Linked DNA regions of Mus musculus: regions 1, 2, 3, 4, 5 and 7 are each linked to region 6. Evidence: chromatin contacts called from public Hi-C and HiChIP or PLAC-seq data. All regions are on one chromosome and are shown on one strand. The core of a region is the stretch at or near the end of the contact, and the rest is flanking DNA. Distances in the headings are between cores, read along the strand shown.

Region 1 (3,374 bases), core at 711-3,210, 690 kb before region 6:
AATAAAAATCATGAAACGGCAGCTTAACTTAATTTGGGATCGCTATCATTCTTGAAACCCCATCATAATGAAAATTAAATCAAAATGAATAAAGTTTCCCAATAACATTATTCTTGAAATGATAATATAATTACATCATTTCTTTTTTCCTTTTCTTCCTCCAACCCCTTTCATGGACCCACTTTCTCTCTCTTAAATTTATGACTCATTTTCTTCAATTCTTGCTTCATGAACACATACCACACCACACACCCACACAAACACTCACTCACTCACACACACACACACACACACTCACACACACACACATACACACACTCCTTACTACATAAATGAAACCTCAGTATGTTGCATTATATATTTAGGAATGTGTCTGTACATAAGTGTGTCCTTGGGGCTGACCACTTGGCATTGGATTTGATATGTGATTCACTTTCCTCATTAAATTGAAGTCTCCACCATGACCAAGGTGTCATAAACATTCTATCAGTCTGACCAAATTTCTACTTAGAGACTTTTAACCTTCCCTTCCCTAAGGCCTTTGCTTCAGACAACAAGCATCTGTAAACTTTTTCTCTTCTCCTTTGATATGCAAATCTGCTCACAGACTCACAGCATAGGAATACTTTTTTTCCAAGAATCTGGGGATTACCCTTTTGAAATGAAATTATCATTAAAGACAGTACTTCTACATCTCTGCCTCAGGAGAGGAGCCCAACTTCAGGGGATAGAAATGCAAACAGCTCAGCCTCACTGCCTGGGCAGCTCTCTAACATTCTGTGGCCTTTCCTATTAGCTCTTACCAGCTTCTACTCTGTCATTCTGTCAGGGAAGTTGAGTTAGATTTCTCTCCTTATTGCATTCATGTTGAATAAACTCTTCTTTGCCTGTTCAATGATATCTGCATAATTGGTCTATGATTTTTGTCACCTTAAAGGATTATTACATTAATGGATACTAGACTCAGGGGATTTAAAAATATAATGCCTTTAAAAATCCACTCTTATTTTAGGTGGGCTCATTAAAAGTTAATCTACATCCTTTAAAAATTTGTCTCTGGATGTCATTATCAAAAGCAAAAGGTGAACTTTAGTGGATAGATTATTCAATATAGGCTCTTTATTCCATCCATCCATCCATCCATCCATCCATCCATCCATCCATCCTCTAATTTATTTATTTAGCATCTTCTCAATAGCAAGTACAATCACATTTTTAAAAATAATACATAATCTCTTCCCTTGTGGACTATTGAATCTAAATTGTGATGCTACAACTAATAGTTGTTATAGTTCAGAGCTCTGCTGTCAGCCACTATAGCACTCCCATGTCATAACCCTTACATGCATAGTCACTACCACTCCGTTGTATGCCATAGGGAGCAACCTTGTGTGGTTATCAATCAGATAGGTTTGCTGATAATGAAAGAAGGTAGAATGCCCAACTCTTCATCCAGTTCCTTTGCTTCTTCCAGATTCAAGTGAGCCAGCATGCTTTCTATGAGCAACTACATTTCTGAGACTGCTTGACTGATTCCTCACATGCAAAACGTATTCTAAGTTCTGCTGTTCATATTTGCTAACTAAATGTTTCTTCTAGTTCGTATGCTTCAACCCACTTAGGCAAAAAGAAATCATTAACTTCCAATTATACTTAATCTAGCCTTGAATAGTTTGTACACTAAAGTGAGAAATTGATAGTATTAGGTAGAATTGCAATTTCAAGTAAAGTATGGACTACCTCAAAATTAATGCCCAGTCATTTAAGTAGTTCCATTTTTAGAGCAGAAGAAAATGTCAGAAGGTAGAGGGATAGAAGTGGCATTAGTCACCTTTACAATAGGACTGCTGTCTTATTTGGAAAGAGTTCTGCTGCATTGATAACTTGCTTGTTGCAGGACAATGGAGGAGTGTATTTTCTCTTATCCTTGCTTACTGATTTATTTTGCTTGTTGCCATGGTGACAAATCCATAGTCTCAGTAGATCACAGTTTTGAACCCTGAGTCTTTTGACCCTCTAAACCCAGCAATAGAGAAGAGGGAGAAAAGAAAAGTCTAGAAATCCCCCTGCGTGGACCAATTTATGGAAATTTGTGTTCTGCTGCTATGCTCTCAGTAGAAATATCTCCAGAATTTTAAAGAGGAAAATACAAATAGGATGTAAGCCTTGAATTCTCCAACCACTGTGAGATTAGTTTTGTGAAAAACTCTTGTTAGAACCTGTCCCTGGGCTGCCATGCATAACAATTCTGACCTTACAAAAGGCATCATGATTAACTTTTCAGATTTTTAGTATTTGATTTTAAAGCCATACAGATATGTGCACAAAATAGGTCTTATCCTACAGTAATCTTATACTTCATTTGCATGTTGAAATCAAGTTCCAAATACAAAAAAAAGTGTAGACAGAAGAAAAAATAAATACCACATATAAAAATGACCAGTTTGTGTGTGTGTGTGTGTCTATGCATAAAGATAAAAGAAATTTCTTTTTAGTTTCAGTGTACAAACTACTATACAAATGAATTTAAGACCTCAACATATTTCTCAACATATTCAATACAATGAATTTATCAGGCCTCAGCATACTTCATTTGCTTTTATGTTTGCTTATTATTTCATAAAATATTTATTGAGCTCTAATCATGTGTCAGTCAATGACGGGAGTGTCAAAATTTCTGAGTTAGGATGACTGTCTCTGGTCTTATAAAATTCTCATTCTCTAAAGTAGAAGAAAACAATGCAAACAAAAATCACACACACACACTCACACATACATACACACACGCACAAACAAACACACACTAACACCATCACCACCACCACCACCACTCCATCATCACTACCACCTTCACGAGTAACAACCCAGTTATGTATCCTAGTAAAGACATCATGAGATGACAGAATTGTGTTCAGAAACAAGCAAACAAGTTATTCCTTTTTCTGGTAAAGTCAATGTGAGGAGAAGAAGAAGGAGAGGACTTAGGTTAAGAAGGGAGACAGCAAGTCTGTGAGCTTTTCCTGTCTAGCCTGGGATGACAGGAACACAACACTAAATCCAGTACATTTTGTTGTTGCTTGTTTACTTTGTGGTTGTTGTTTTAATTTTATTTTTTAACTATTTGAAATTGTTATATATTCATATGATGTGGGTTTCTTTTTGTCTATTTTTTTTTTGAGACTGTGATTTGATTACATCTCTCCCTTTCTTTTCCTCCTACATCTTCCTGTATATCCCTCCCTGTTCTTCAAATTTATGGACCCCTTTTTCACTAATTATTATTGTGTGCCTATATGTATTTATATACACACATATACTTTTAAAATACAGCCTGTTGAGTCCATATAGTTAATTGTATGTGTGTTTTCAGGGTG
Region 2 (3,047 bases), core at 487-2,986, 770 kb before region 6:
AGAAACATAAGAGAAAAGCACATTTCATGAGTAAAACATTTAATTTCTCACAAAATATTATAGTAACTGATATAATAAATAATTGATTTGGATGAATTTTAATAATTTAATAAAAATTATCTGTATTGTCCCAACAACTGAAGAAATAATATCAAGCATGATAGACCAAATCCCATGCTAAGACATTTCCAAAAGTGGAATTCCCAAGTGGTCATTTCCCCAACTGGAAACCAGAAATCAGTTCAACACCTGGGAACCAATACTCTAAAAGGGAAATTTTTCCTAAAACTCTGCTGCTTATCTTAAGAAACAAACATGTGATTATTTTGTGGACTATTCATGTGATGGAACACAGCTAACTTCTCAATGCTTCAAGGGGTTGAACCACCGGGCTGACCTTCCACTTCCACTTTAGTTCTGTGTACTTCTGAATGAGGGAACATGAAAGACACAGCAGGGCTGTGACTCGGTTCAGCTGTATGCCATCACTACATCATCAGCTACAACAGGCAGACAGGGGAACCTTATTATTTTCCTTCTGCTTCTTGCTCTCTCATATTCTCTTTGAACCATCCCTAATAAGTCCTCACCCCACATGCCCACATGCTATTGCTTCCTTTCCTGAATTCCACCACTATTCAGTCTCAATCTGCGTTGACTTGAATCTCTCTCCCCCCCCCCCCGTGTGTGTGTGTGTGTGTGTGTGTGTGTGTGTGTGTTTAAGTAAGGGCATGTGTTGTATGGTGTGTACAGAGTGGTCAGAGGACAGCCTCAGGCTACAGTCCCTGTCTTTCATGTTATTTGAATCAGGGTCTCTTGTTAATTTCTGTGTTCCCTAGGCTAGTTGGCCTGTGAGCTTCAAAAGCATTCTTGTCTCTGCTTTTCATATGGCTGCTGTGTTTCTAGGATTTACACAAGATGTACACACTACTGTGAACAGCTTTGTCTGGATTCTGGGGATCCACACTTGGACATCAGGTACTTCTCTCAGAGCATCTCTGGAGCCTTGAATTGACTCTTTATGTTATCTTGCTTCCCATTAGATGTGGGTTTTACTTTTTCTTTGTACTTGCCCACATATCATACAGGGCAGGATCTAGAAATAACTATTGTTTGCTGAGTGCTTTCTTATGTGCACATCACCTGTATTAGCCCCCTTCACCTTTATAACATTCAAACTATGTGTGTATCAATATTCTGTCACTTTGCACATGGGAAGTGATGCTTGGTTGCATGCCTAGATCTAGTGTAACAGATGTTAGAATATAGAGCTTTTGCCTAGTCAATGCACAGATGAGATTTTTTTTTCCTATTTTGACCTTGTGTTAGGAGAGATTGTGAATGTGCTAGCAAACAAAATGGAGAAATCAGTTTTCCTTTATTTTGTTTGAACATTGTGGCATAAAGAAACTACGTCATAATGGAATGTGTCTGAATTTTATCTGAGGCAGCCACCTAAGTGATTAAATTCAGCATTTTATTTCTGATTTTTTCACAATATGCTTAAATACATCATTTAATGTCTTCAGTTTTTTTGCAATCGAATATGATCCTTGGCCCATTTCTTTTTTTCCTTTCCATTCTGATTAGTCTTTAGGTTTTTGGCAGTGTTAAAATTCTGCTTTACCGCTCCTGATGCCTGCCTGGTAATATTTTTCTTTCAATTTGCAAGCAGCAGCTGTGCGGTGGTGTGTGTGCATGCTGACATCTCCCAGTCCTGCTTTATAGCTCTTGTTAGCATGCCAAACACTGTGCATCATTCACAGTGATCCCATCCCTCCACCCTGCCCCCTCTGCACATACCAAGGCTAATTGAGCGAGTTATTTTAAGATAACTGCAATCATGGCTCTAGCATTTACCAACTTCTTAACGTAAATCTTTTAAGAGCTAAATGACATAATTCTTGTTACAGCATAGACTTACCAGGGATTAAGTAAAATATCATAAACTATGCTTTGTGTACTGTTTAGTTCATTCATCTGTTTCCAACCATACTTTTGAATATGCCCTTTTTCACTGATGATATTTAAAAAGGCATTAGTTAGCAGTCACATTGATGACACTGTAGCCTAGTGCCTAGGATTGTATAACCTTTTGTATTTTGGGATGGAAGGGATCAAATTCTTGCTCTGCTGCTCAGTTACAGATTGCAAGTCAGGCTACTTTACCCCAGTCGCTCGCTTTTTTCATCCACATTAGTTGTGTGCAGGGGATTTACATGGATAATGAAGCCAAATGGTCAGTGCTTGAAGTGTTCCCTGACAGTCTCTTCAGCTCTTATTTCTCATGTCTGCAAACGATGCCTAACCCATAGAATTACCATCATTTGCACCCTGGTAACCATAAAATTTCCTTTTGTTCCTTAATCCAAGAGTCACAGAAACTTGCAGCTTAGATGCGATTCCTTTGCTGTGATAAGACATAACCACAGCAACTTATAAGAGGAAGAATTTATTACAGTTTACAGTTCCAGAGAGATTCCATTACCAGAGAAGTCAAGTTCTTCAACTTACCCCTTTCCCCTCAGCAAGTGCATCAGCAAGTTCTTGTGGCTGTTTTTTAGAAATTATCTCTATCTTTCTTATTTTATTATTCAGAAAATTATATATATATATATATGTATATATATATACATCCATATATATATCCAAATATATACCTCCATATAGATATCTCCATATAGATATAGCTATAGAATAGATATAGAGATAGCGATAGAGATAGAATAGATATAGAGATAGAGATAAACAGAGATAGATATAGATATAGAGATAGATATAGAGATGTAGATATAGAGATAGGTATAGATATATAGATATAGATAACCAAATTTTGGCCACTTCTGTTTTCCTTTTATCATGTCTGTTGCCATGGATAATATAATATACCACATAGCCCTTTGCTTTCTATGTATTCTCATCATGGGGGAAGACTCCTTGTTGCCATTCCACTCTCTATAGCTTACGTCTGGTGTCATCATTCTTTCCCTGAAACTTTGGGAATACAGCATCTTGTAGCAAAGAGAATAAAATCAGCATCTATAAAT
Region 3 (3,194 bases), core at 223-2,722, 840 kb before region 6:
TGACTATCAGTATTTATTTCAAAATAATTTACTTCTGATGGGTAAGACAACATGAGTTGAAGATACCCACACAAATCGAGTTTGGTTTATAAACATTACACATTGCAGGGGTATTACTGTATATACTTTGAAAACTTCAATAATCATCATGACAAGGGGTGCGTCCCAGCTATAGTTAAATATGGCAACGATGCTGGTGTAATTTTCAGTCGTGAGCAATAGTAGATGGTACATAACTTGTTTGGGAGGAAAACTGTTGGTGAAGGCAAGCATCAACCCCAAACACTTCTCTAGCACACTTGTAGTTAGGATATTTGATGTGTAGTTACTACTCTTCTCAGGCGGAAGATTACAAGTTGAAGTTTCTGCTAAGCATCAGCCACAGTGTAGATAGATACTGAAGATCAACACTTTGCTGAATGAGCCAAGGGTTTTGTTTTTTTAAAATTGTAAACTAGCAGCAGCACAGGGAGGTGCATGGCCACTGGAAGAGGCAACTGCATTGTTTCCCTGGCAATAGATTCAGTGAGCCTCATATTGTGAGAGCTTGTTTATTTACAAGCTTTGTGGATAAGAAGGAAAGAGAGCTGTATAAAATCTGTATGAAATTTAAAAGCCAGTGACCTGTTCATTTACATTCATGGTATCACTTCATTAAGATAATTAAGACATTATCTTAATTTGGAAATTAATTTTAATGGATATCAGAATATTAAGAAAGAAAGGTTTTGATCAATTTATTGTTCGTTTAATTTCAGTTGAAGCCCAGATTTTAAAGGAGTTACAAAGAGAAAACTCATCACCCAAGTCTTTAGTGTACTCACTAGCTAGGGGCAGAGATATATACATAAGCAAATACTTAGAAAGCTGTGGATAAATTAAATAAGTATACCACACACATGCGTAGAAATATGAGATAATATATATGCTGGGATAATTATAATATTTATGACTTGTCAATTATAATTTTTATTGCACCATAAGTACAATTTTTATATATGCTTTCTATGAGTCAGGGTAATTTGATGAAATTTTAGTAGTACATTCTTCTTCTAGCTGTGCACTATTCCCAGTATTATCCTTATAAGTAGTCCATAAAATTATTACTTTGTAAACATTACATGCAAGTGTATAATTAATTACTATGTAAAATATTTGAAAAATGATTTTCAAATATATTTTTGATAGTTTTGGTGTTGAAAATTCTAGGATTTGAAATACTTCCCATTAAACATCTTCATTGTGCTCTTTGACATTTTGCCTTTCTATGTGATGGTTTATTTTAAAATTTTCCACTTAGTCATGGCTATGTGGCCTCGGATAACACATCATACACAAATCCTCTGTACCAGGTTATAAAGGGGTTGAGCCTTTGAGCTTCTTGCTGGAGATTCCTCCTCTTCCTTTGTGCTGTGGTTTAGAGCAGAACTGTTTAGATTGTGGGCAGCAGAGCTTGAAGACTCACTGGCCTTTGGCAATGTAACATTGCTGGAATTTTAATGGGTGATTAACTCACAACCCTTTTTATCTCTGTGGTAGGAGAGCCGTAAACTTCTCACTTTGTTGAAACATTCATGACTTCCTTTCAGTTTGCTGATAATTCTTTTTTTCCTCATGTGATATTTAGAGATGCATTAGTATAATTTAGAATTCCTACATTGAATTCTGTTAGTGGCTTTTAAATTTTAAGACACTAAGCAATCTTAAATTATGAGGTATTTTGAGACCTTTTTACTTGAAATTTCACCATTTGCTATAAAAATCTATAAAATTGTACTTTAACATAAGAAATGGGGCTTGCCCTTCCGCTCGACTCGAGACTCGAGCCCCGGGCTACCTTGCCAGCAGAGTCTTGCCCAACACCCGCAAGGGCCCACACGGGACTCCCCACGGGACCCTAAGACCTCTGGTGAGTGGACCACAGTGCCTGCCCCAATCCAATCGCTTGGAACTTGAGACTGCGGTACATAGGGAAGCAGGCTACCTGGGCCTGATCTGGGGCACAAGTCCCTTCCGCTCGACTCGAGACTCGAGCCCCGGGCTACCTTGCCAGCAGAGTCTTGCCCAACACCCGCAAGGGCCCACACGGGACTCCCCACGGGACCCTAAGACCTCTGGTGAGTGGACCACAGTGCCTGCCCCAATCCAATCGCGCGGAACTTGAGACTGCGGTACATAGGGAAGCAGGCTACCCGGGCCTGATCTGGGGCACAAGTCCCTTCTGCTCGACTCGAGACTCGAGCCCCGGGCTACCTTGCCAGCAGAGTCTTGCCCAACACCCGCAAGGGTCCACACGGGACTCCCCACGGGACCCTAAGACCTCTGGTGAGTGGACCACAGTGCCTGCCCCAATCCAATCGCACGGAAATTGAGACTGCGGTACATAGGGAAGCAGGCTACCCGGGCCTGATCTGGGGCACAAGTCCCTTCCGCTCGACTCGAGACTGGAGCCCCGGGCTACCTTGACAGCAGAGTCTTGCCCAACACCCGCAAGGGCCCACACGGGACTCCCCACGGGACCCTAAGACCTCTGGTGAGTGGAACACAGCGCCTACCCCAATCCAATCGCGTGGAACTTGAGACTGCGGTACATAGGGAAGCAGGCTACCCGGGCTTGATCTGGGGCACAAACCCCTTCCACTCCACTCGAGCCCCGGCTACCTTGCCAGCTGAGTCGCCTGACACCTGCAAGGGCCCACACAGGATTCCACACGTGATCCTAAGACCTCTAGTGAGTGGAACACAACTTCTGCCAGGAGTCTGGTTCGAACACCAGATATCTGGGTACCTGCCTTGCAAGAAGAGAGCTTGCCTGCAGAGAATACTCTGCCCACTGAAACTAAGGAGAGTGCTACCCTCCAGGTCTGCTCATAGAGGCTAACAGAGTCACCTGAAGAACAAGCTCTTAACAGTGACAACTAAAACAGCTAGCTTCAGAGATTACCAGATGGCGAAAGGCAAATGTAAGAATCCTACTAACAGAAATCAAGACCACTCACCATCATCAGAACGCAGCACTCCCACCCCACCTAGTCCTGGGCACCCCAACACAACCGAAAATCTAGACCCAGATTTAAAAACATTTCTCATGATGATGATAGAGGACATCAAGAAGGACTTTCATAAGTCACTTAAAGATTTACAGGAGAGCACTGCTAAAGAGTTACAGGCTCTTAAAGAAAAGCAGGAAAACA
Region 4 (3,047 bases), core at 48-2,547, 970 kb before region 6:
TTGTTGTTTTGAGTGACTTGTGTTTTCACAGCCTGTGGAGAAATACTTAAATTCATTTGAATATTTTATGTCTTATATTTACAGGGTTTAAAGAAATTCAGAATTATTATTATATTTTACAGTAACTATGACTTTTAAATCCCATTATTGTAATGGTTTGTTTAATGTAGCCTCATAATCCAACTGCTGTACAGTGATTCTTCAGTCATATTTGTCCATTCCTCTCTACGACCTTCCCTTTGTGTGCGTCTCATGTTTTTTACTCCGTTATTGATTATGGTATTACACACCCTCCTACCAATCAACAAGAGGCTGACTATGAGAGGTGTTTTCAGTCTCCCCACCACATTTTAAAACCTCAAACCAGGACCATGATTCTTCATTTACCATCTCCAAATCTATTTTCTTCTGTTTCCTAAGCCATGAGCCTATGCAGACAATGGCATCTCTCTGCATCACTGCAAGACTAGATGATCCTGTCTTCTTCCTTCTCGTGGAAGGACACAAGCACAAACATTCAACAGAAGCTTATGGAAAGCTTGCATTTGACATTTGGTTTTTTCTTTTCTACTCCTAGTTCCTGGCTGGAGTCCAAACTCAGGGCACACGGTGAAGCTGGGGGACCTGAAAGAAGGAAGAGTGCTTCCCAGCCAATATGGCATTGACTCGACAGCCCTAACTGCTCACAACTGTATTTCTCTCCCATGAGATGCCAACTTCTATTATGAGTGAACTCCATAGTTCGCTGATGCCCTTCCCTGTGCTTTGCACGAGCCTTGCCCCTTTCACCACTACTGTTCATGGCACAGGAAACAGAACATCTACAGGCTGTAGGTGAGACGATAAACTGCTTAGGAGCACAGGTTTTGGGTAATGTTTGCCTTAGTCTCTATGCTCTGCTCTATATCTAATGTAGCCTCTCCGTGCCTTGTTTGCTCATTGATGAATAGCGACCTCATAAATTTCAGGCATTGGTGAGAGAACGCACGTGAGAAAGCCTTAGGCATTATGTCCAGCAGTAAGTACTTATAAGGGATCATTCTTTGTGTTATTATCTTGTTTAGTTTCACCAAACAATGAGACTGCAGGGAACATGCCTTTGTACAGGCTGTAATTTAGCTTGATCATTTTTATATTTATATAGACATTTAATGCTTGGCATATTTATATTTACACTTAAACTCAAGGTGCCGTCATTTATAGCCATGTTAAATCACTGACTCACGTGCCCCTCGTGCAAGCATTACGGATGTAGCGCCTTACCCGGGCCTCCTCACACAATCTTTAATGCCATCTTCTGGGAAGCACAGCCTACACCTCATCTCCTCCTGTCTTCTTTAGGACTTACCACACCTGCAGACTCAGCTTGACCTTTGCTCTAGTTTTTCTTTATGCGAATCAGTGACGTCACAGAGTCAATTTCAGCAGACTTATTCAAAGGTCAAACTCAGCCAGCCACGAGCTTCTGCCAAACCTCACACTTGGTCTTTTCTCTTTAGCATTTCTTAAAAAAAAAAAAATGTTCCTTAAGGCATTTTCCCAGTAGTTACGTGATCTGGCTAAAGTCTGCAACGTTATTGGATTGTCTTATTCGCAGCAGCAACCTTCACTCTTTGTTTGGAATCTACCCATGATTATAACCACCACTGCTCCCCTGCCTCCATGACCCAGCTGCTAGAGTGATGTCATCTTTGATCCCCACGCTCTGCCTTGATGCCTTCCTCATGGCCCTTCATGAAATTTTATGTGCTTCATTGCTAGAAATTGAAGTCATCTTCTATTTAAACCTTCAGTTCACTTTTCTCCTCTGCTGCCTTCTATAATATTCTCTATTCTGCCAGACAAATGCTATCAACTAAATCCATGAAACTGGATACACTCAGCCAAAAGTCATATTTTAGTTTTCTATCTTCCCTGGGCTAAGTTAAAAAAAAATCATACCACAGTCTTATTTTTGAGATTATTGTGTTTTGTCTCTAAAATGGCTGTTCTTTTGTTGTTTTTGTTTCTTTGTTTGTTTGTTTGTTTTTTTACATAGAGTCTCTCTATGGATCCTTGGCTGTCTTGGAACTTGATCATAAGACTGCTAGAAACTAAGCTCAGAAAATTGTCACTTATTATTAGAATTTAATTTTCTTAAAAAGAAACAGATTTTTGCATGGAGGCCTATTGAGAAACAATCATGTAAACTTTCCAGTGAAATTGTATAATGATTTAGTTGTAAAGATTACAGTGTCTGCTTTCCTTTTGTTCCAAGGTATTTGGTGTGAGAATTCTTATAACATCTGTAATGTATTTGGAGTTCTTGGGAGAAATTTAGTATTTTAAATAATGAGATTATTGTATATAACTGAATATACACAGTTTTTTTTTTAAAGAATACATTTAATGGAAGAAATAAAAAATGAAAGTCCAGGCTGGCCTCAAACTCAAGAACTCACAGAAACCTGCTAAAAATGCCAGCTTTTTTATTCATGATTACCTTAAGAGGACTAGAATGGGTTTTCTCTGGTCTATTCTTTGTTGAACACTAAATGCCAAGGACGGTGGTCAGCAGGATGTCAGGAAAGCAAAGCACAGTGATCAAGATAGGCAAAGCCATTCACAGAAGAGGAGAAAGAGAGAAGAAGGGCAGTCCCAGGTGAATACGTGTTTAAGTCCTATTGGATGTAGGTGTTGTGTCTTGGGAAACTGCCTTGATTTCTGGACTAAGTCCATGGCTTTCTGTTATGGAGACCGAGTTCATTGCTTTCTATTATGGGTTGTCAGGAGCCATGGAAAAGTAGGTAATGGCATCATCTGGACAAGAGGAATAGAAACACAACAATATAAGCTGTCCTTTATGTTTTCCTATTCATCACAACAGTCTTACAATGTTTATTTTCAAGTTTTAAAAAGTGGGGTGGGTGGCCTTATTAGGAGAGGCAGATGGTAGCCCTGATTTTGGATTGCTTCCCAGATGTTCCTTTTGGCTCTGCACCTTGTTTCTGGACCTATACATCCTGAGTGACTGGCAGTTTCTTTAGGGGTTGACAAGGAGGAAGTTA
Region 5 (3,169 bases), core at 535-3,034, 1.0 Mb before region 6:
AAAGAAAGAAGAGGGAATTGTGGGGGATAAGTAAGTGGCCGCCTGATTAGCAACTCTTAAAAAGGAAAACATTTAATGGGGCTTGCCTTGGGCTTTTAATGGATATATATCATATAATAGCTTCTTTTATCCTTCCTCCCTCCCTCCCTCCCTCCCTTCCTTCCTTCCTGCCTGCCTTCCTTTCTCTCTCTCTCTCTTTCTTTTCTTTCTTTCTCTCTCTCCTCAAATGTGTGTGTGTATGTGTGTGTATGTGTGTGTTATACACTTGGGCCCATTGGGAATGCATTGTAGAGGCTATATGGAATGATGTTTAAGTGGAAACAAAGGACTTATAGATAATTTATCATCTACTTTGGTAACTAACAAATAAAATGATTCATGCTACCCAGCAGAATGCTTGAATGACAATGTAATAATAACACCAGCCCTTGTTTTGGAGACTAGTTCTTCCAAATTAATTTCCCCAAACCAACATTATAGTAATGTTCTTGTAAGATGACAGTTGGCAAGCATGTCCTTAAAGTGAGAGTCTTGAAAAGTCAAGGGCAGTAGTTTGGAGTAGCTCTCAGCTTTGCTTGCTCTTTGGCTGAGCCTTCTGAGTTTTATTAGAGTGGCTACTTTCTTCATTTTACTAGAAAATGTCAGTGACTGTGGAAGGAGAGAAGAGAATAATGGGAAGATTCAAAGCAGAAATAGGAAGTCTTGTAGAAACTACAGCACAGTATGTCAGTTTCTCTTTAGTGTAGATACAACACAGTAGACTATGCCCAATATAGTCTACATTTAAGACGAAGCTATTAAGCCAAACAATGATTTATTTCTATAATATCTCTTGGGGGAAAGGGAGTAAGTTGCTTGGGGCAGAGCATGAGACCCAGTGGGTATTTCCAGGTAGAAAAAAAGTCTCAACAGCAGCTATATGGCAAGAAGGAATATTTTGTGATTTTCAGGCTGTGTGGAGATGGCAGGCAGCAGTGTAGTTGGAGAGGATTTGGGGAACAAGATGAGCTCCGTGTATTTCTGAATTGCTTGTTGTCTGTGCTCTGCCATCAGCTTCTGCCCTCAGTCTCTTCAGCGGACCAATCACCAGCAAAAGCTGCACATCTCATTCTGTCTGAGGGCAACAAGGTGGATTCTTCTGAGAAACTAGAAAAGATAGCTTTTGCATCTGGGTCCTGGTGTTTTGCATTAGAAAAGATAGTTGTTTGCATCTGCATAAAACAGAGGTAGCGAAGAAGAATATAGAGGGACAGCAAATATCGGCATTAGATTGACAGACACGACAGAAAGCTACCTTAGAGGGTAGGGTAATTTAGAACACTGAATTTTGTATTCAAACTTTGTAACTTAGTTCTGCCTGGCTTCTACCAGGCTTAGCATTTTATCTTTTCGTTTCTCTTCTCCTTCCTCCTCCTCCTCCTCCTCCTCCTCCTCCTCCTCCTCCCCCCTCCTCTTTCTTCCTCTCTCTCTCTCTCTTTCTCTCTCTCTCTCTCTCTCTCTCTCTCTCTCTCTCTCTCTCTCTCTCTCTGTCTCTGTCTCTCTCTCGCCTCTCATGTCATTTCCTCCATGACAGAGAGTTGGTCCTGACTATATCTTGGCAGAAAATGCCATTTTTGGGTTATCTCCTCCTCTCTACTGAATCCTGTGTTTTATGCATTTTTTTTTTTTTTTTTTTAAAGCACAATTCAATGCTTGGCAGGCTGTCAGCAGACTTCCTTATAGGGTAGAGTTCAGAGACAGCATACCCTCCTCTAGCCCTGGAGAGGATTAGTTCTGAGTTGCAAAGTAAATAAAATAAGATTACAAGTGGGAACGAATTGTTCATGGTGGGAGAAAACAAACACAAAACAGATGGGAACAAAGAGCTGTTTGCCTTGCCTGGAAGAAAGCACTGGAGAGACTTCTGGCGATAATGCCCTTAACATTTATACAGCTCTTCACATTTTCTAAGTGCTTCCTGGTAATTAAGGGTCCTTAATCAGCTGGTAGGTGCAGATCATTCAATGAATTAAGTATTGAGTTATATTGAGAGCACTGCGTAATTCTGAAGTCTAAGACAAATATGACTCATTTTGTATTCCTCTGAATTTCTTAGTTTCTGCTTACTCCCTTTCAACAGAGATCATAACAGAAAACCACAAGTGGTCAAAATGCAGAGATGTATGAGATGTCTGGCCCCAGTTGGTGCACATACACATAATTTCCACACCAAAGGCTCAGGGACCTTCTCGGAAGATGAGGTGGGAACAATTCTAAGGTCTGGAGGAACAGGGAATCTGTGACAGGGCAGGGAAGAAACTACAGGGAAGAGCTACCAATGTACCTCAACAACATGGCTGCCTAGCCAAGACCGGGACATGCACAACACCAGTAGCTACACTAGCCTGGAACGTGGAAATCTCACTGGTCCCCACTCAAAGACAAGGGACTACAGACAGCTAATGGTCTCAGAGAGGACGAGAAACAGTCTTTCCTAGGGATGAGGCCCCCCACCCCCATTAGTTACCTAATACAAAGTGGTCGGCCCTGAAATCATATAAATATAAGGAACGCTCAACAGACCGAGCAAGTTGTAGGTACGTATTTCTGTATATGTAACAATCAAAACTAAAAATAAGGAGGTCGTGATTTTAAAAGGGAGAATGATATAATTATAGTTCAATCAAAACTATTATTATTATTATTATTATTGTTTTTGTTGTTGTTGTTAGTTTTTGTCATTCCTTGTAAGTGTAAGTTATTTATTGTTAGTTATTGCCTATACTCAAAGTTATATAAAATACTAATTTACCAGCCTGATGCTTGCAATCATTTTTGTTTGTTTGTTTGTTTTAAAACCTAATCTTGCTATGTGGATAAAGCTGGCATAAAATTCAAGATCTTCCTTTCTTCGCCTCCTGAGTGCCAGAATTATAGATGCGGGGCACTTTTCTTGCCTACAACCATATTTTAAGACATGCCTATATAGAGAAACTCCAAGTTCCTAGAATTTTCACAGAAAAAGCAAGTGATAGCTGCCACCCCTCTTCTCAATGAGACACGCTGGCCTTAGAGTCAATAAAGCAAACAACTCACCCTTCTTCTCTCTCCAGAGTCAAGGTTCCCATCTTAGGTGCATCACATAGTAAGGCATCTTGCTGCCGGTGAATGCCCTGGCTGTGTGACTACT
Region 6 (3,337 bases), core at 634-3,133:
CAGGAGGATTGCTTTCTACAATTTTAAGCCACAGGAGATCTAATGTGTTGGGGGTAAATAGAACTCTCCCCTGTTGCCAGTACTAGAATTTACTTCTACCTGTAACTTTAAAAACAAACAAAAAAATCTCTTTATTTACAGTCTCTGAACTGCGTCCTTGGGGTCTTCCAGCATACGGTCTACCATTCAATTGTCTAAAACTCTCTTTCTAATGAGGGTCAAATCTCTAACAACCTTTTAAAGCACTCTCTCCACACAGCACTCTCAGTTCTGATCTCTGAAACCGCTATGGAGTCAAAGGGTTTAAGATGTCAAGGACTCGTCCGAACTGCACGCCGGACACCGTGCAATCCGATTCTGATCAATTCAGTCATTCCCAGGTACTTGGTGACTGTCCCACTAGATCACGACAATCTGGGGGAAGGGTGGTTGGAGGCCAGGAGTAGAGGAAGCATGAGTGAAGGGCTACATCAGAACACTCTCTCGGCTAGTGGGGTCCAAAGATGATGAAGACGCCCAGAGGATTTGTGGCTGCAGATTCGCAAGTGGGGTGCAGACGGGTCTGGGTGACCTACTAGGAGATCTGGGGGTGGGGGCAGAAGGAATCGGGAAACAGGGAGGAAGCGAGGGCATCTATAATCCTGTCCCCCGAGGGGAGGAAGGGAAGTGGGCACCGGAGTGGCGAGGGGCGGGCGTGGGGAGCTCACTCCCTGCAGAAGACGTACTCGGTGTAGCTGGTCCAGATCTTGTCCTCGCTCTGGTCGGTGCTGCTAGCAAAAGCGCAGGTGCCCGTGGAGCTGCACGCCACCATGTGGAAGCCCGACTCGGACAGCTTATCGAAGGCCTGCTCTAGGAAGTTGAACTTGAGGTAATAGCGGGAGGTGTAGCGCTCCGGGGGCCGGTCGGGGTCCCGGCTCTCATTCAGGGTGTCCCCAAACACCTCCTTGGCCAGCGACGTCTTGCCGCACACGGTGATGCGCGCCACCCGCCGGAACTTGGCGTCCGCCTGAGCGTCGCGCCCGATGGTGTAGGAGCCGCGGTAGCCGATGGTGATGTAGCCGGAGCGCCGGCTGCCGTCCAAAGACTGGGACGGCGTGAGCAGGGGCCCCGCCGCGCCCCCGGACGGGCTGCGGCTAGCCAGCTCCAGCGTGGGCGAAGGCGCCCCGGCCGAGGCGCCCTCCTGCGGCTCGGGCTCTGCGTAGCCCAGCGGCAGCAGCTCATCGCCCAGAGAGCCCTCCTTGTGCACCCCGCGGCGCGAGTGCGGCGGCGGTGGCCCCGGACCGGGTTGCTGGGGCGCCCCGAGGCGACGCACGAGCTCCGGCAGCTCGAAGTACTCGGCCTCGCGCTGCAGCCGGCTGCGCTCCGGGAAGTAGTCGGGCAGCACGAGCTGCAAGTCCCGCAGGTAATCCAGGATGTAGCGGAAGAGGAAGCCGTCCCGGTCCAGAAAGAAGCGGCCTTTGCTGTCCCGGGCCAGCTCCTGCGGCTGCTGCTGCGTGAACATACGCCAGAGCAGCGAGTCGGGCACGGACACCACGGTGCAGCGCCGGGTCACATACACCTGCCCTCCCACGTTCAGCTCTACGATGTCCGGGAAGAGCGGCGGCTCCGCCGAGGACGACGACGAGCCGCTGCCACCTCCGCCTCCGCCCCCGTTGGGTAATCCTCGGGTGCTGTCCGCCAGAGCCATGGCCAAAAAGAGGTGGCCCGGATGGGCCAAGTGGCAGGGAGCGGGGTCGCGATCGGAAGCCCCAGCGGCTCTTATCGGGGAGCCCTGCGCTCAGGCGGCGGCCGGCCACTGAGAGCCGCGCGGTGCGAGCGCGCAGCAGTGCGCCCACGAGAGCCCCGGTGCGCTGCGCCTGCCTCGCCCGCGCGCTCCAGGCGAGTGGCGGGTCGCGGCCCGCGCGCCGCTTAAGTAGAGCCGCCCGCTTGGGCGGCGCGGCGCGCAGGAGGCGGTGGGCGGCTGCGGAGCCGCTGAGCTCGCTCCCGGGGCGGGGAGGGCTGGGGCGGGGTGGGGGTGGGGGAGGAGCGGGGAATGCATTTGCATGCTAAACGCTGACGCGGCTCGGGGCTGCAGGCTCCACCCTGACCCGCGCGCTCCGGGGGACGACCGGACTGTCACCGCCCGTCCGCCCACCCGCTCCGGGCCCAGCTCCTCTTCCTCTTCCGCAGTGGGTCAGAGCCTCCAGGCGCTTCTCCAGGAGGCTGATCACTAAAGCGATCCTCTTGTGTTCCCACCTCCCCTCCCGCCGCCCTTCTCGGCTGACCGCAGCCGGCACCCGGGGACTCCAGAAGGGGTTGGAAACTTTCTGGCAGAGTGGAAAAGCTTGATTGCCTGCGGCTAGCGCCCTCTAGACCTACCCGCTTCTAACAGTGCAGAGCGCTGCTGTTGGAGATCCATCCCCGGGTCTCTGGAAGTTCTGAAGAGACACTAACTTGGAAAGGATGCACCGGTCCCTTCAAGTCCAGACCACCCAAAGGTTTTTCACGTGACTATGTGACTAGCGTATAGCCTCGAAAAATCCCTAGAAACCACAAGCGAATGCTTCGCGAAAATGCTCTGTTAGATTATTTTGCGAGAGCATAAAGTCTTTGGTTAGGAAACCACAACACAGTACTGCAGTGAGCAGAAATGACTAGGAGAGGAAGTTGGGTGGACACAAAGGGGGGGGGAGGGGCTTACACTGCGTGGGCAAGAAAAGCTAATAAGCGCCTCCAATAGTGGGACGTGAGGCCTCCGGTTGCTTTCAGCCATCTGTAAATCGCACCAGAAAATTCCAATCTAATATTTTCTTTTATTCGTATTATTAGTATTTAATGATTTTACTAGTATTTCATTATTTTACTAAAATTCCGCTGATGTTTTATTTGTTCCTTGAAATGTTAATGCACGTATAGAAAATAATTTACTTTTAGCCCATGCATAACTGTTCTAAAGGTCCAGTAACCCGTGTTCTCCTCCTCCCTCCATCGTTCTCTTCTGTACTTTACAAGACCGTCCACCAGAGAAGAAAGGCTGTGTAGGTCTGAAGGCCCTTCAGATTTAGCCATGCTCTCTATGGACTCCTACTTGTTCAGCGTTTGGAGTCATGCACAAATTTCAGCCCACAGAATTCTGCCACTGCCGGGAAACCTTCCATGGTCTCCCAGGGGAATGAGACAGGTTGCTCTTCAAATTCCCATCTTTGCACTTGGCACGTTCTGAAATCTCAAATTTGTGGTCTGTTATCTGATCGTTGGTTTTTGGTGAATAAATAGATAAGGGCTTCAAGAAGCCCAAGATAGAGGAGACTCTGAAAAACCACAATTTTAATAAATGCTCTTATACGTTGCTGGGCAT
Region 7 (3,239 bases), core at 520-3,019, 820 kb before region 6:
GAAGGATGCTGTTTACTGGCTTGCCTAGGACTAGAACCCAGGACCATCAGCTCAGAAACAGTCCCACCCACAATGAACTGGGCCCTCCCCAATTGATCATTAATTAAGAAAATGACTTACAGGTATATGTTATAGAGACAGTGTCTCAATTGATGTACCTTCCTTTCAGGTAACTCTAGCTTGTGTCAAGTTGACATAAAACTAGCCAGCACAGGCTACAGAACAGAAAGCTTCTCATGAGGTTTAGTAATGAACCTGACCATTTCCACTAACAAGTTAATGAGCAAACATGGCTGCCAACATGAGAATCAGCTTCCTTCCTTTGCTATTTTTCAACAAGTGGTCCTCTAAAGCATAAGCATGTATAGCTCTGCCAATCTAATCTAACGTGTGCTTTGGAAAGAGCAAACATATCTAGCAGTTATCATTTTGATATTAGTAGACCTGTGTGAGGCTTATGTAACTGCATTTGTTATTCAGAACATCATATTAGCTCAGAGAATATGATTCTGGAATCTGTGAGAATTGCTGTGAAACTGTAGGCACTTCTTTGCTAAGCTATTTGAAAAATGTAGACGAAGTCATAAAACTGGTGATAAAAAGGCTTCAAAAGTTTATGCCATATCAGCAATAGCAAAGAGGCCACATCTCTGTGAATAAGATAAAGTCTTATGATATATTGTAAAAATAAGACACAAGGTATACAAAAATAATACCCTTGCCGGTAGGGAATGGAATATATTGTTCTAATAGCAATACTTTAGTCTTTTAATGCAGTAGATGTGGGCAATGAAGAGAACCAATTGGATTCATCAGAAGACCTGGAATATGAAGTTGTAAGGTTCAAGATTGCCATAAACTCTTTATGACAGATGCATTTTTACAGTTTCCATTCCTATTTTATAGTGGTATTTTACTTAGATGGTAGTATATGTTAAAATTAATTTTTGTTTGGCACAGCAGAAATATGAAATGCTTGCTTTTATTTTACAAGCCAGAAATCCTTCAACTTTTTTACATGCTTAGTACCCATTTTTAGCAAGGGATTTGTTTTTATACATCTTCTATGGCTTTCTACATAGAGATTAATTCTCTTTGTGACTTCTGACTAAAATACATCATCTGGTTTTATAGGAGCTTTTAAAAGAATTCTTACTTACATGAAAGTAGTTTTATTTTTATTATGTGCCAATATTTACAGACATTGTTTTTTTTTTTTTTGGCATACAACTGATTCTCATCAGTCATGATGCTGTATTCTGTAACTTCAGCTGGAAGAGTGAATTAGTAAGTACTAGGTCATAGTTCCTGGGGAAAATGCAGAGTTGGCTGCCCAATATTACTTTGTGGCAATATTCTCTTCAACTGATTAATATATAACTTTCTTCTATGTGTGCTTCTGCTTAAATGTTAATTAATATGCATGTGTGCATGTGTATGTGTGTGTGTGTGTATGTGTGTGCGTGTGCGTGTGTGTTCATGCACCATAGTGTTCATGTGGATCTAGAGAACAACTTTTCTGAGTTTCCTGGATGGATGTGCAGTGTCAGTCTCCTGTTCCATGGCTAGGGATGTGTGCATCAGGCAATTCAAACCATTAGTCACTCTGTGCATGTCACTGAACAATGAACAGAGTTCATCTAGAGTATAGCATGTATCAATTGATCATTCTATTTTATGGCTGAGTAAAACTCCATTCCTCCTTAAAAGCTGTTCACATGGTCATGTTAAGGTTCAGGGGACACTTACAAAAGGTCCTGGTCTCATATAGAAGGGATTGAGAAAAGACAAAGTACAGCTGAGACTGTCTATAAAGACACAGTACATGTCAGAGGGTGAAGGAGTGGAGCTAGAACAAAGAAAAGCATTTAATAGTTCTAAAAGCACCACTGTACAAATGATTACGGCTTTGTTTGTTTAGTTTTGAGACAGTGTCATGCATCCCAGCCTAGTTTTGAGCTGACTGGCTACAGCTGGAGCTGAGCTTGGGTTTTTTTCTGAACTTCCAGGAAGACTGTAAGAGCAGTGTCCACCAGAAGGACAATTAAAACAAAACAAAACAAAAATAAACAAACAGAACTAGTATCCTCTTCCTTAAGAATTAACCCTTTGGCTGTGTTAATAACTTTGTTAATCACCTACACAGTAAAACACTCCTCAGAAAAGTTGTCCTAAAAGCTTTTGGGAAATTTCATGAAGTATTCTCTTAGGCCATTCATTCTCTCTCTCTCTCTCTCTCTCTCTCTCTCTCTCTCTCTCTCTCTCTTCATGAGTATTTTCCTCACAATGGTCCTCAAACCATTATCTTAAAGATGAGAACACTGTATATTATTGTGCAATTTACTCTCTATAGTCTATACTGTGTTTCACATACTATCTGTAGTCATTTGGTGGAGATCCCATGGCTAGAGAGCCAAAAAGGAGGCTGGAGTAAAATCCCACTAACTCTTTGATAAATAGTCATAGAAGAAAAGTCACTCATATTAATTTTATTGAAATGCACTCTCTATGACATTGAATTCTTTTACCACACATAAGAAGAAGAGATTATATGCACACACATGGGTAAGAAAATGTCATCCTCTTTCTTGGAGCACAAGGAAGAAATCAAGAGATTTTTGGTGTCTTGATGGGTGAAAATGATGAGGAAGAAAGCAGAAGGAAGCTGAAAGTTTGTTTCCAGTTTCATTCTCTAAGAATAAAACACACACTTCCTTTTCATTTTGAATCACTGGTTCAGATAGCCATTTATCTTGATAATATAAAAGAAAAGCATTTAAAATATGTCACATTTCAAATTTTTGCCTAAGTGATTAGTTTCTGCTGGTTCGGCATTGGTAAACATAGGAAAGAGATTTGGTGGTAAACATTGTCAGTGCTATAAATAGTACAAAAAAGCAACCTGTGGCTTCTTCATGGACATAAATACTGAGAACCTAGCTTTTGCTTGTCAAAGTCCAAACCTGTGTGCACCATGGCTATCTGATAAACAAACCACTGTTTCCAGCAGCTGAATTTGGTTGAATCTGACTTTATGTCAACATCGTGTGGAAAAATGCATTGTATCAAAGATAACATGTGCAAAGTCACCTAGAAAATGACAAAGTCAATCAGTCAAAATTCAAAACCTGAGAATGTGAGAATGATGATTGTTTATGGGTTTCCACTTATAATTCTTCAGTGATTTTGGATAATTATTACATAGGTGAGAAGGGACTTTGAGGGGAGGGGCTAACATG

What was found. HiChIP or PLAC-seq counts read pairs in DNA pulled down with a chosen protein or histone mark. Hi-C and Micro-C count contacts between places; a contact is called where the count stands out from the background.
Region 1: a contact with region 6 is called in an H3K4me3 HiChIP or PLAC-seq map of neural tube, with 7 times the contacts expected there. The contact joins the enhancer-like site here to the promoter of Kctd12 in region 6. A contact is called at or near these places in 4 of 39 promoter capture datasets (the 3T3-L1 cell line, frontonasal cranial neural crest, hippocampal neurons and 1 more) and 7 of 115 datasets of contacts at active chromatin or transcription factors (bone marrow-derived macrophages, cardiomyocytes, craniofacial prominence and 4 more).
Region 2: a contact with region 6 is called in an H3K4me3 HiChIP or PLAC-seq map of embryonic forebrain, with 6 times the contacts expected there. The contact joins the enhancer-like site here to the promoter of Kctd12 in region 6. A contact is called at or near these places in 4 of 39 promoter capture datasets (cranial neural crest, frontonasal cranial neural crest, liver and 1 more), 1 of 15 datasets of contacts at CTCF or cohesin (large pre-B cells), 1 of 484 Hi-C or Micro-C datasets (uterus) and 10 of 115 datasets of contacts at active chromatin or transcription factors (VIP interneurons, craniofacial prominence, embryonic basal ganglia and 6 more).
Region 3: a contact with region 6 is called in an SMC1A HiChIP or PLAC-seq map of large pre-B cells, with 10 times the contacts expected there. The contact joins the enhancer-like site here to the promoter of Kctd12 in region 6. A contact is called at or near these places in 7 of 39 promoter capture datasets (the 3T3-L1 cell line, cranial neural crest, frontonasal cranial neural crest and 4 more), 1 of 15 datasets of contacts at CTCF or cohesin (large pre-B cells) and 6 of 115 datasets of contacts at active chromatin or transcription factors (SST interneurons, craniofacial prominence, embryonic forebrain and 3 more).
Region 4: a Hi-C map of uterus shows a contact between it and region 6, with 4 times the contacts expected there. The contact joins the enhancer-like site here to the promoter of Kctd12 in region 6. A contact is called at or near these places in 3 of 39 promoter capture datasets (hippocampal neurons, liver and second pharyngeal arch cranial neural crest), 6 of 484 Hi-C or Micro-C datasets (cerebellar granule neurons and uterus), 9 of 115 datasets of contacts at active chromatin or transcription factors (astrocytes, craniofacial prominence, embryonic forebrain and 6 more) and 1 of 9 other capture datasets (embryonic stem cells).
Region 5: a contact with region 6 is called in an H3K4me3 HiChIP or PLAC-seq map of craniofacial prominence, with 5 times the contacts expected there. The contact joins the enhancer-like site here to the promoter of Kctd12 in region 6. A contact is called at or near these places in 7 of 39 promoter capture datasets (cranial neural crest, embryonic stem cells, frontonasal cranial neural crest and 3 more), 11 of 115 datasets of contacts at active chromatin or transcription factors (VIP interneurons, craniofacial prominence, embryonic forebrain and 7 more) and 1 of 9 other capture datasets (embryonic stem cells).
Region 7: a contact with region 6 is called in an H3K4me3 HiChIP or PLAC-seq map of neural tube, with 5 times the contacts expected there. The contact joins the enhancer-like site here to the promoter of Kctd12 in region 6. A contact is called at or near these places in 8 of 39 promoter capture datasets (the 3T3-L1 cell line, cranial neural crest, frontonasal cranial neural crest and 4 more), 1 of 15 datasets of contacts at CTCF or cohesin (large pre-B cells), 3 of 484 Hi-C or Micro-C datasets (embryonic stem cells, nephron progenitors and reprogramming fibroblasts) and 8 of 115 datasets of contacts at active chromatin or transcription factors (SST interneurons, craniofacial prominence, embryonic forebrain and 5 more).

The regions. Positions count from the first base shown.
Region 1 is chr14:102,289,596-102,292,969 of GRCm38.p6, forward strand. No RefSeq gene overlaps it. Among named protein-coding and RNA genes, the nearest start is that of Gm22347, 38 kb to the right of the region's middle. Within about 2 kb of position 1,961, at least 2 of the 459 cell types and tissues checked have an H3K27ac peak or open chromatin away from gene starts, as enhancers often do. A contact at or near this core is called in neural tube, where this site is marked.
Region 2 is chr14:102,215,020-102,218,066 of GRCm38.p6, forward strand. No RefSeq gene overlaps it. Among named protein-coding and RNA genes, the nearest start is that of Gm41232, 42 kb to the left of the region's middle. Within about 2 kb of position 1,737, at least 32 of the 459 cell types and tissues checked have an H3K27ac peak or open chromatin away from gene starts, as enhancers often do. A contact at or near this core is called in craniofacial prominence, embryonic basal ganglia and embryonic forebrain, where this site is marked.
Region 3 is chr14:102,141,464-102,144,657 of GRCm38.p6, forward strand. No RefSeq gene overlaps it. Among named protein-coding and RNA genes, the nearest start is that of Gm41232, 31 kb to the right of the region's middle. Within about 2 kb of position 1,473, at least 4 of the 459 cell types and tissues checked have an H3K27ac peak or open chromatin away from gene starts, as enhancers often do.
Region 4 is chr14:102,013,819-102,016,865 of GRCm38.p6, forward strand. No RefSeq gene overlaps it. Among named protein-coding and RNA genes, the nearest start is that of Gm41232, 160 kb to the right of the region's middle. Within about 2 kb of position 1,298, at least 6 of the 459 cell types and tissues checked have an H3K27ac peak or open chromatin away from gene starts, as enhancers often do. A contact at or near this core is called in fibro-adipogenic progenitors, second pharyngeal arch cranial neural crest and uterus, where this site is marked.
Region 5 is chr14:101,982,782-101,985,950 of GRCm38.p6, forward strand. It overlaps the pseudogene Gm5854. Among named protein-coding and RNA genes, the nearest start is that of Gm41232, 190 kb to the right of the region's middle. Within about 2 kb of position 1,785, at least 26 of the 459 cell types and tissues checked have an H3K27ac peak or open chromatin away from gene starts, as enhancers often do. A contact at or near this core is called in craniofacial prominence, where this site is marked.
Region 6 is chr14:102,980,754-102,984,090 of GRCm38.p6, forward strand. It overlaps Kctd12 (potassium channel tetramerisation domain containing 12), which reads right to left and starts at 1,884. Exons shown (of 1, transcript NM_177715.4): 1 at 1-1,884. The coding sequence starts at 1,687. The coding sequence ends at 704. It overlaps Mir5130 (microRNA 5130), which reads right to left and starts at 1,879; the gene lies at 1,796-1,879.
Region 7 is chr14:102,160,227-102,163,465 of GRCm38.p6, forward strand. No RefSeq gene overlaps it. Among named protein-coding and RNA genes, the nearest start is that of Gm41232, 13 kb to the right of the region's middle. Within about 2 kb of position 1,770, at least 6 of the 459 cell types and tissues checked have an H3K27ac peak or open chromatin away from gene starts, as enhancers often do. A contact at or near this core is called in neural tube, where this site is marked.